Regions from separate parts of the Macaca mulatta genome. Here region 2 is linked to region 1. A link is a contact called in public Hi-C data. All regions are on one chromosome and are shown on one strand. Each heading gives the region's core, a stretch centred on a gene start, on an enhancer-like site or on the middle of the called end of the contact. The rest is flanking DNA. Distances are from core to core; before and after follow the strand shown. Region 1 holds the start of TPM1 (tropomyosin 1). Region 2 holds the start of LACTB (lactamase beta).

Region 1 (5,729 bases), core at 2,384-4,883:
AAAAGACAGTATATTTAATATTAAAGGTTTCCTAGAAAACCTGAGATATGTGATCCTCAGAACTATAGGGGGCCCCAGGTGACCAACTGGGCTAATGGTCATGCCATGGGAAATACCCATTAAATGACTCCCAAAGAGAGGGTTCTCCCTGCATCATGCATAGACACTTTTCCTACACAAAAAGATCCATATCTTTTGTCTACTTCCCTGGATCCCATAAGCCCTAAATGTCTTGCACACAAAAGGTGTCCAATAAATATTTGGAGACATTTGTCTTACCCTATCACGATACTTATATTCATTCTTCATGAAATAAAACACACAGCCCATATTTTGAATGGAAACAAGATCTTTTGAACCTAGATTTGTTACTTTACCTTCCCAGACTTACCTATAAGTCAATAAGAAAGTTGGACTTGTCAGTCATAAAAAAAAAAAAAAATCATTCAACAAACATTCATTGAGAAATGACTGAATACCAAACATTGGAGAAATCGGGAAATTCCAAGCATGTTCGTGGTGTTCACATAGAGCCTCTGGGCCAAGAATGTTCTGCAGGCTCTCATGCCACCATGATTTGGTAAGCTTTTTACTGTCAAGGAATATAGACCCTCTCATGTAACCTCAGGAAATACAGGGGGTTATTATAAGGACCCCTGGAACTGAAATTTGGTCATATTCTCCCAATCTCTTTCTCTAAATGGTGCTTCTGTTTATCTTGATATGCCTGCTTCATTCTTTCTCTATAATCACTTCTCTGCTTTTTCATAACTTAGCTGATGCATGCCTATTGTGCTGTATTAGTCAGGAGAAGCTAGTGATGCTTCAGTAACAAATAACCCCCAATCTCAGTGTCCTAAAATAACAAATATTTATATCTTGTTCTCACTACATGTCCACCAAGGGTTAGTTGGGGGGAAAGAGGGAGCCCCTTGAAAACCCACAATGATAGAGCAGCCACAGTCTTGAAAAATGAACATGGTTAGACGTGGACTAACTAAGTATCCAGCATAAGTCATTTCTGCTCACATTTCCTTGGCCAAAGCAAGTCAAATGGCCACAGCCAACTTAACTTGGTGGGATGTACAATGCTGCCAAGAAATTGACTGGGGAGAAAGCCTAAAAAATTGTGAATAACCTTAATCACCTTTACACATGGCATTTCCTGCCCGACGCTTCAACCTCTGAATATAGCCGTAGGTGAGGGAGTCTGGGAGAGGAAGAGGTGAAAAGAAGAGAAGAGATGGCTTTAAACTACACAATAAGGTCTGAATGTCTGAATCTGGAATTCAAGGCCCTTTATCATACCGCCCCAACCTTCCTTTTGTCTCATGTCCCCACTCACCCCCAAAATCCTACTGTCCAACCACCACAAAACATTCCTTTTTCTTTCCTTGACTCATACAATGGCCCTCCTCTCTAGCTAACTGCTACCCTTCCTTTGAAATCAGTTTAAAAACCACACCACCTTTTCAGAGAAGCTTTTCTCATCTGCTCTGACCTAGTCATTTCTATTTCTTCCTCCTGTGAATTCTTATACCCTGCTCAAGCCAAACACCTGGAGGACATAGACCTGTGCTACTCATTCTTTGGATTCCAGAGCCTAGTACCTGCCTAGTATATAGCAGGTACTCAATAATCGCATGTTTAAAAAGTTGCTTGTAGCATGATTTCATTTAAGGAAACGTTAATGAGTTCCTTGGCTACATATGGCACAGTGAGAAAAGAAGTCAGTAACGTGTGGTCCCGCAAGGAGCTTCTCTAGTTCAGTTGCCTCTTTTTATAAGTGACAAAAAAGGCTTAGAGAGATTGTAACATGGCTAAGGTCACACTGCAAGGAAGTGACCAGGCCAGGTTTGGATCCTTGAAACTGACTCCTAACTCCCTATTCTTGCCTCCTCTGCTGAGCTCCAACATGGGGAGTCAGCTCCCTGGAGTCCACGCATCTGGATATTGTCCACATGCCGGGAACTTTGTCACTGTTCCGGTGGCTGGGTTGACGTACTGTGATTAAAGGGCTGTGGTCAATTTCTGTGCCATGCAGCCCCTATGCACACAGCTCTAATGTTCTGACCGTTAGGTCAGTGTCAGTGTATCTTTTCCCTCCTGGGCAGTTGGGTTAGTGGAAGAGACCCGATAAAATCCTGGAGAGGAACTTGATCATTCTCTGAAGGACTTACAAGTTGTTTGGCCTGCCTAATCTGCTCAGATACCGTCCGGGGAATATTCGGTAACCATGCAGTACAGACTGTGAATTATTCTGTGGGGACTGTTAACAAGACCCTCACCAACCGTGCCTCAGCTGAGCTCAGGGCTTGGGGGCAGCCCTCTCTCCTCCCCTCCCACTGAAGCTCTGAAAAAAAGCAGGCTTTCCCCCTTGGGGGATGGGAGCAGTAGAGTTCAAAATAAGAAGTGTTGGGGGAAAAATCCTCCCGCTTCCAAGCACAGCTCACATGGCAAAGCCGGGCCTGCTCCCTCCTCAGAATTGCGGCTGCGGATGCAATGACTTAGCCGGGATAACGCCGATCCCACGTTTTCCGAAACCTGGCACCTAAGCATCTAACATGGAAAGGCCGACTCCCTAAAATCAGTGCAAGAAAAATTATAACAAGTTAGATCTGGAGGGACCTCGGAGATCATCTACACCCTAGATTTAAAGTTGAGAAAGCCGCGGGCAGCAAACAAGTTCACACAGTTGCTGGTGGCAGAGTAGAGACCACAGACCAAGTTGCGTGAGTCTAAACTCAATGTTCTTTCCCCTTAAACTGCCACCCGCACACACACACGTACACACGTACACACGTACACCTTTTTGGAGGCACCGCACAGCAAGCACAGAAGTACGCCACTGAGTCCTGTGTCCCTAAAGTATTTGACTGTCACCTCCGCTGGGGGAAAGGGCACGCAGAAAACAAGACTCCGTGTGCTGTCGCTGTGCCGCCCCCTGCCTTTCTGACCCGCGCCCGCAGAGAAAGTCTCAGAAGCCGCCCCAGGCTTTCTCCCACGTTCTCCCTTTCTCTGTTTCAGTTGAGTTTCCAGAGCGTGAGCGCCCAGGATGACACCTGGCTGGCTGAGAGCTGCCTGGGAGGCGCTGGCGGGTGCCGAGAGCGCACCGGCCCTGACGCGGGGTGCGGCACGGCTGGGAAGCCTCCCGGCCTTTGGCTCAGCGCGCCGGGGGACGGCCCAGGGGGGCGACGCGCATCCACCACTTGGCCCGCGCTCTCCCAGCCTCCGGCGGCTCACAGCGGGCTCGGCTGGGGATCCAAATGGCGGGGTGTCGGCCCTGAGAGAAGGGGGCGCGGAGGGAAGAGGGTTGCGCCTTAGCCTCGGCTCGGCCCCAACGCCCTCTCCCTGGCGCGCAGGTTTAGAAACAGGGCGGCCTTGCTCGGCAGCCGACTCGGCTGCTCGGGTCCCCATATATAGTCATATACACCGTCAACTGGGAGGCCGGCGGCCGGCAGCGAATGGGCGAGCAGCCCCCGCGGGAGGAGCGGGGAGGGGGCACGGGGCGGAGGGAGGAGAGGAGGAAGGGGGGCAGGAGAAAAAAGCTTTTCCAAAAAAGTATTGGCTGTCTTGAGGAATGCGGTCGCCCCCTTGGGAAAGTACATATCTGGGAGCAGCAGGCGGCTCCGCGCTCGCACTCCCGCTCCTCCGCCCGATCGCGCGCTCGCCCCGCCGCTCCTGCCGCAGCCCCAGGGCCCCTCGCAGCCGCCACCATGGACGCCATCAAGAAGAAGATGCAGATGCTGAAGCTCGACAAGGAGAACGCCTTGGATCGAGCTGAGCAGGCGGAGGCCGACAAGAAGGCGGCGGAAGACAGGAGCAAGCAGGTCTGCGCCTCCCCGGCCCTGAACCCGCGCCCCGAGTGCGGGGACCCGAGCCTGGCACCCCCGGCTGGATCCCCACCCCGAGGACTCGGGGAGATACCACCCTACCCCCACCACCACCCAGGGCGGCCAGGGCGCGCGTCTGGAAAGAAGGAAGGGAAATGCAAAAGCCAGGCTTAGTCTAACTTTGTAGTCTGATCTGAGGACGCTTATTTCCCTTCTCTGGTTCCCATGACCCGCGAAGTCAAGTCCTAGAGGCGCTTTATTCTCAGGACTGGGAATCAGTTTGGGGCAGGGAGGAGGACACCCGGTTCCTGGGGACGTTTGAAGGAAGGGCGCGGGATGGAGAAAGGGTGTCGAGTAATTCAAGTGTTATAAGTTATTTGACTTTTGACTGGGGAGAAAGGAACGTTAAACTTGGGGAGGAAAGGGGAGTCGTGGAGTTGTTACCAAAGAACAAAGATGGGACGGAATGGAGGCTACAGCCCGAAAGCCAGGCCAGCAGTGGCGTTCTTCTGTGTCCCCAAGTAGTGGACTTGAGCCCGCTGAGACCTCGGCAGAAGTCTCCTCCCAGGGCAGGTGGGTGTGCGGGGTGAGCCCTGGAGCGGTTCCAGCTCGGGTAAAGAGAAAGTTACCTTGGGTCCCTTGCACTCCATCTCGGCGGCGGTGCCCCGAGCCCCAGGGGCCCCAGTCAACCCGATGCCCGTGTGTTGTGTGTGTCTAACACCCGGTCCGTGCCGGCCGCCCGCGCCCGCCCGCCGCTGCCCCCAGCTCGAGGAGGACATCGCGGCCAAGGAGAAGTTGCTGCGGGTGTCGGAGGACGAGCGGGACCGGGTGCTGGAGGAGCTGCACAAGGCGGAGGACAGCCTCCTGGCCGCCGAGGAGGCCGCCGCCAAGGTACCCGGGGCGCGCGGCACAGCGTGGCGCACGAATGGCTAACTCTTTCTCTTTCTCTCTCTCTCTCTCCCTGTCTTTCCCTCTGTCTCTCCCGCTGTCCCTGTCCTTCTGGTTCTGTGCACCCACACCCCTCCCCTTCGGGATCACGCTGCCTGCTGCACCCCCCTCCCTCCCCGTACCCCCTGGCCAAATCCCAGCTGGAAGATGAGCTGGTGTCACTGCAAAAGAAACTCAAGGGCACCGAAGATGAACTGGACAAATACTCTGAGGCTCTCAAAGATGCCCAGGAGAAGCTGGAGCTGGCAGAGAAAAAGGCCACCGACGTAAGTGCACGCTCACACTGCTTCCCTCACCTCTTGCCTGCGTGGCCACTCTGCGGTCACCACAGGGCTGGAGAGCAATGGAGGAAGGTTACCTTCTCCTGCGGGACACCTGCACACAGCCCTGCCATGGCCCAGAGCATTGGATGCCGCCTCTGACTGCTACTGCACACATTCATTTATATTTCATCCACTCCTCTCTTCTTCTCCTTTCCTTTACCTCCCTGGGGGTGGAGGTGGGTAGATGAGAGGCTGGGAGAATAGAGCAGCTGAAATTGGACTCTGGAGGTGAACTTCACTTCCCTGGTGGCAGAAAACCCTGAGATGTCGTCACCAAGCTTTGTGGAGAGAATGCCAGGTTTTCTTCACTTTCTTTCCTTTTGCCCTCTCCAGTGGGTGGGAAGTTCTGGATTTTGGTGGTGGGTCTAGTCAGGGCTCAGAGAACCTGGCCTCTAAATGAAAGAAATGACACAATGGTACTTTTACTTAGAAGGTTGCACTTCATGGTGAGGCACAGAGACACTTTGAGGCTTCCTTTCTCACTAGCGTAAGCCTTAATCCACCCCTTAAGATCTGCCTGGGAAGATGATACTTGCTTGGGTCTGCAGTCTGAAGGCACTAGGTCCAGAAAGTAAGCTGTGAGTTATATATAGCTCAGTGCTTTATATGGTATAGTGAGCTAGCT
Region 2 (5,729 bases), core at 1,718-4,217, 68 kb after region 1:
CCTTTGTATCACGCACGTTCTTAGCTGCAAATTCAAAGACCACTTTGGCCAGTTACATAGAAAATGAATTTATTAAAGCATGTGGGGTGGGATGGCTGCATATTTTGTCTCCTCATTTGAGAGGGAAAGTGGAGTTATTTTTAATTATGCCAGGATTGCAAGTGTAAAGGACACATGAACGGAGTCTTTTAAGATTCGGGTGCTCCTAGAAGCTGGGACATTGAGAGCGGCCTTGCGACTGATCCAGTGGGGGGTAAAGTGGGGCAGCCCTGCCATGCTATGAGAGCCCCTGCCGTTTACTGCCCAGAGAGCTGCATGTCTCATCCAACACCCTCAATGGCATTGCCAGCTTCTGACTATGTGCACCTCTGATTGGTGAGGCCTGCTTCACACACGTGCTGCCAAGCGAAGGGAGACGGACTGGGAAAGCAAATTCCTGATGGCACCACCTACCCGCTTCAGCCGGGACCTCCCTGCGGCTTTGAATGGCACCCTGGTCAGCTCCTGGAGAGAGGCCGTTGAAGTGGACTTGGCAGGGGAAATAGTACCTGAAGCAACCAAATGTTCACTTGAAATTGCACTGTTTTGATAGCTAGATGTGACAGATAAGGTGTTGGACCAGATGGAGATATCACTAAAATCCCCCTCTACCCAGGTGGGGAGGGATTTGGCCAAGCAAAGCAGGTAGCAATTACTGGGAAAACCAAAACCTTCGATGTTTATACTCCAGTGGATTGGGAGCTCTTAAACAACCAGTTACAGTTGTTAACTGCCCTCTTGGGGCTATGAAAAACCCAGACCTTCCAGGGTCAGAGGCCTGGCCTCCCTTCTTGGCAGAAGAGGAAATGAAGTTCATTCCTTTGTGGTGAACCTGATTCTGTAAAAACAAAACCCATTTTTTTCTCAATAGGTTATCCTACCACATGTCCAACCATAGGAGTCTGGAGTTTCTCTTATTGGTTAAGCTTTAGAGCATTTTGAATAGGAGTTAGATATGGTTATATTTGAGTTTCAGAACATTCATCCTGGTTCATATTCCGTCTTTTTTTTGTTTTGTTTTTTTGAGACAGGGTCTCACTTTGTCACCCAGGCTGGAGTGCAGTGATGCAATGTTGTCTCACTGCAGCCTCAACCTCCTGGGCTCAAGTGATCCTCTCACCTCAGCCTCTCAAGTAGCTGGGACCACAGGCGCACACCACCACACCTGGCTAATTTTTGTATTTTTTTGTAGAGATGGGGTTTCACCATGTTACCTAGGCTGATCTTGAACTCCTGAGCTCAAGCAATCTGCCTGCCTTGGCCTCCCAAAGTCCTAGGATTACAGGTGTGAGCCACCATGCCTGGCCATCTTTATTTTTTTAATTAAACTTTTCCACAAGTTTATTGCTAGCACGTAGAAACATAATTGATATTTTATGCTTATATTGTATCCTAAATCTTGCTGGACACATATTTTAATTTTAGGAGGTGTTGGGTTTTTCTTTGCCTTTTAAGATTTTTTTTTTTTTTTTTGAGATGGAGTCTTGCCCTGTTGCCCAGGCTGGAGTACAGTGGCGTGATCTCAACTCACTGCAACTTCTGCCTCCTGGGTTCAAGTGACTCTCGTGCCTCAGCCTCCCGAGTAGCTGAGACTACAGGCATGCACCACCATGCCTAGCTAATTTTTGTATTTTTAGTAGAGACAGGGTTTTGTCATGTTGGCCAGGCTGGTCTCAAACTCCTAGCCTCAAGCAATCTGCCTGCCTCGGCCTCCCAAAGTGCTGGGATTAACAGGCATGAGCCACCGTGCCTGCTCCTTTAAAATTGTTTATGTAAGCAATCATGGCATCTGCAAATAAGGACAATTTTATCTCTTTCTTTTTGATCTGTGTGCTTTTAATTTTCTTTCTTGCCTTATTGCACTCGATATCATTTCTAGCACCTTGTTGAATAAGAATGATTAGAGTGGACATACTTGCTTCGTATGTCTTTCCCACTAAACATAATGTTAGCAGATTTTTTTGTTAGAAGTTCTTTATCAAGTTGAAGAAGTTTTTCTCTATTCCTGTTTTTCCAAGAGTTTTTTCGGTCATGAATGTGTTTTGCCTAATGATTGATACGTTCACATAAATTGATATGATCATGTGATTTTTCTTTTTTAGCTTGTTAATGTGGTTAATAGCATACACTAAACTGAGATATAGTAAGACAGGACTTGTGGCGAGAAGAAGCTGTAGAAGAACATTCCTTCTTCTAAAGAAATCGCTGCAGAAAGAGATAAGGTACTACTTGGGAGGACGAGGCAGGAGAATTGCTTGAACCTTGGAGGTGGAGGTTGCGGTGAGCTGAGATGGCACCATTGCACTCCAGCCTGGACAACAAGAGTGAAAGGTAATAAAAGGTCTGTTTGTAACTTCATATCTTTGGTGTGGTGTGGAGCTAGAATTCCAGAAGCAATAGATTTTAAAACAGCTTTAGGGAAATGGGTGGAGCTGAAATGAGACATAAAGAAGGGAGATGGCAAGAGAGAGAAAAGAGGAAAGGAGAAAGGGAAAGGAAAGGAGAAAAGCATCTCTAAAGGGAAAGGAGACGCCTGCTGAGCGTCTACTGCGTGCCCTGCGCTGTTCCAGAAGTTGAGGATCCAAAACTTCTTCTAGGCTCCCCAAAGAAGTCCCAGTCTGGTAAGGAATCTGACAAGTAGTTAAATGATACAAAGTGTTAACTGTTGTTAAGGAAGTGTGCACACTGAGGGGCAAGATGGTTAGGGCGAGAACGCCCATGGGACGGGAACTAGGAAGGCTTCTTGGAGGTGACGCTTGATCTGAGGGTAAGCAAAGGAAAAAAAAGGAAAGAGAGACAGAAAGATAGGAAAAACAACGAAGAGACAAGAAAAGGCAAAGGAGGAAGGGCTCGATGCGATCGGCGCTCGGGTCGTCAGGCGTCGACTGCTAGGGTCTGACCGCGGTCCCCGCCCCCGTCCCGCCCCCTGTCCTTCCCTCCGCCCCGAGCCGCGGCCGGCCGGGTCTGCGTGAGTTCGGTGGCGGCCGGCTGTACAGAGACGCCATGTACCGGCTCCTGTCAGCAGTGACTGTCCGGGCTGCCGCCCCCGGGGGCTTGGCCTCGAGCTGCGGACGACGCGGGGTCCATCAGCGCGCCGGGCTGCCGCCGCTCGGCCACGGCTGGGTCGGGGGCCTCGGGCTGGGGCTGGGGCTGGCGCTCGGGGTGAAGCTGGCGGGTGGGCTGAGGGGCGCGGCCCCGGCGCAGTCCCCCGCGGCCCCCGACCCTGAGGCGTCCCCTTTGGCCGAGCCGCCACAGGCGCAGTCCCTCGCCCCGTGGTCTCCGCAGACCCCAGCGCCGCCCCACTCCAGGGGCTTCGCCAGAGCCATCGAGAGCAGCCGCGACCTGCTGCACAGGATCAAGGTGCGGCCACTGGGGCGAGGGACGTAGGCGGCCGGGGACCCACCCCTCTCGGCGGTGCTGTCGGGGGCTGAGTGGACCCCACCCGGGGCGGCGGGGTGCCCGCGATCGGCTTCCGAGAAAGACTTCCCATTTCCCCACCGCCGAGCCATGGTCAGACGCTCTTGGGGGTTCCCCAAATCTGGGCGGAGGTCACCGCCTGTCTCGGGGACCGCCCCTTCCCCCTAGGAGGCGGACAGGCACCTCGCTTGCTGTGAGTGAGTGAGCATGGCCTGGGACGAGGTGGGCGGGGCCCGGCTGGAGGGGGCGGGGCCCAGGCTCTGGGGGCGGGGCCTTGGAAGGTCTTCGAGGAGTGATCTGGGCTTTTTTCAGCAGGCCTCTAACTGTCAGTTCTTTCCCTTCGGTCTTAGGATGAGGTGGGAGCACCGGGCATAGTGGTTGGAGTTTCTGTAGATGGAAAAGAAGTCTGGTCAGAAGGTGGGTTCAGAAAATTGTTTTGTTCTGTGCCAGTTGGTAAATAAAATATTGTTTTACTGGTTAGAGTGGATCCCATGAAATGCTATTGCATTTACTTAAAACGATGCATATTGTGGAGAAAACATCTAACATAATAAAGAATCAGGTGTCTTTAAATCACAGTAAGGCTTAAAATGTGACTAATAAATTGGAGTCATAAAGATGGCTTGCTTCTATCCACTCCCACTTTTCTCTTAGGACTGAATTTATTGGTCTGAAAGTTGTGTACAGTAGTCCCTCCTTATCCTTATATATTCCAAGACCCTCAGTGGATGCCTGAAAACGTGGATGGTATTGAACCCTGTATATTCTATATTTTCTCTTACATATATATATACATATGATAAAGTTTAATTTATAAATCAGTCATAGTAAGAGGTTAACAATAAAAATAAAATAGAACAGTCACAACAATACTCTGAGTGGCATGCAATTTAAAACTTAAGAATTGTTTATTTCTGGAATTTTCCATTTAATAGTTTCGGACCATGGATAACTAAAACTGAGGAAAGCGAAACCACAGATAAGGGGTGACTACTGTGTAGAACAATCCATTAATTGAGTACTTGTAGGTAACACTTATGGGTAGATAAAACTCAGAATTTGTGAATTTTTGTTTTTTAATTAAGTTAACAATTTGTTGAGTCCTCTCTTCTGTAAAAGGCAGAGTACTAAGTACTGGGGTTATACACTATTCCTTGTCTTTAATGACTTTTCAGCCTACTTTCTTAGACTTTTTACCAGGCAGAGATGTCAACTATTTTTTTCAAACAAAAGGCAAGAAACTTAGGGAGAGGGATTTCTATTCATTTTATGATACTTTTATCAAGGAATTATTTTTCATAACTTCTCTATTGCACAGAAATTGATCTAATTGGTCATCCTAGGTTTCTAGGAGTTGTACTTTTAGAAAATGATGTTTCAGGCCGGGTGCAGTGGCTCACGCCTGTAATCCTAACACTTTGAAAGGCAGAGGCAAGTGGATTGCCTGAGCTTAGGAGTTCGAGAGCAGCCTGGGCAACGTCGCAAAACCCTGTCGCTACTGAAAACACAAAAAATTAGCCAGGCATGCTAGTGCGTGCCTGTAATATCAGCTACTCGGGAGGCTGGGGCACAAGAATCGCTTGAACTTGGGAGGTGGAGGTTTGCAGTGAGCCGTGATCATGTCACTGCACTCCAGCCTGGGCAACAGCGAGACTCTGTCTCAAAAAAAAAAGTTTCATATGCCATTTAAAGGCAGTAAGTTGATGGAAGCAGTAGGGGTTTGAATTTGAAGAAAAATGAGCCAGTCGACGTGGTGCACGCCTGTAATCCCTGTGCTTAGGGAGGCCGGGGAGGAAGGATCGCTGAAGGCCAGAAGTTTGAGACGAGCTCAGGCACCATAGTGACACCTGTGTCTCTATAAAAAAAAAAAAAATTTTATTGTATTATTAATTATTTTTATTTTTTGGAGTTTCACTAGTTGCCCAGGCTGGAGTGCAATGGTGCAATCTCAGCTCACCACAACCTCCGCCTCCCAGGTTCAAACAATTCTCCTGCCTCGTCCTCCCAAGTAGCTGGGATTACAGGCATGCACCACCACACCTGGCTAATTTTTGTATTTTTACAAAAATTAGAGATGGGGTTTCTCCATGTTGGTCAGGCTGGTCTCAAACTCCCGACCTCAGGTGATCCGCCTGCCTCGGCATCCCAAAGTGCTGGGTTTACAGGCATGAGCCTCAGCGCCTGGCTTAAAATTTTTTAAAAAAGGAAAATGATTCTTCCTTCAAGTATAAGTATAGTCTGATCATTATACCTAATTTATGATAAATCTCGTA

What was found. Hi-C and Micro-C count contacts between places; a contact is called where the count stands out from the background.
Region 2: a Hi-C map of fetal cortical plate shows a contact between it and region 1, with 1.9 times the contacts expected there. The contact joins the promoter of LACTB here to the promoter of TPM1 in region 1. A contact is called at or near these places in 7 of 14 Hi-C or Micro-C datasets (CD4 T cells, blood, cortical neurons and 4 more).

Annotation. Positions count from the first base shown.
Region 1 is chr7:40,384,870-40,390,598 of T2T-MMU8v2.0, forward strand. It overlaps TPM1 (tropomyosin 1), which reads left to right and starts at 3,634. Exons shown (of 9, transcript XR_013395649.1): 1 at 3,634-3,830; 2 at 4,922-5,047.
Region 2 is chr7:40,453,265-40,458,993 of T2T-MMU8v2.0, forward strand. It overlaps LACTB (lactamase beta), which reads left to right and starts at 2,968. Exons shown (of 6, transcript XR_003731268.2): 1 at 2,968-3,399; 2 at 3,807-3,873.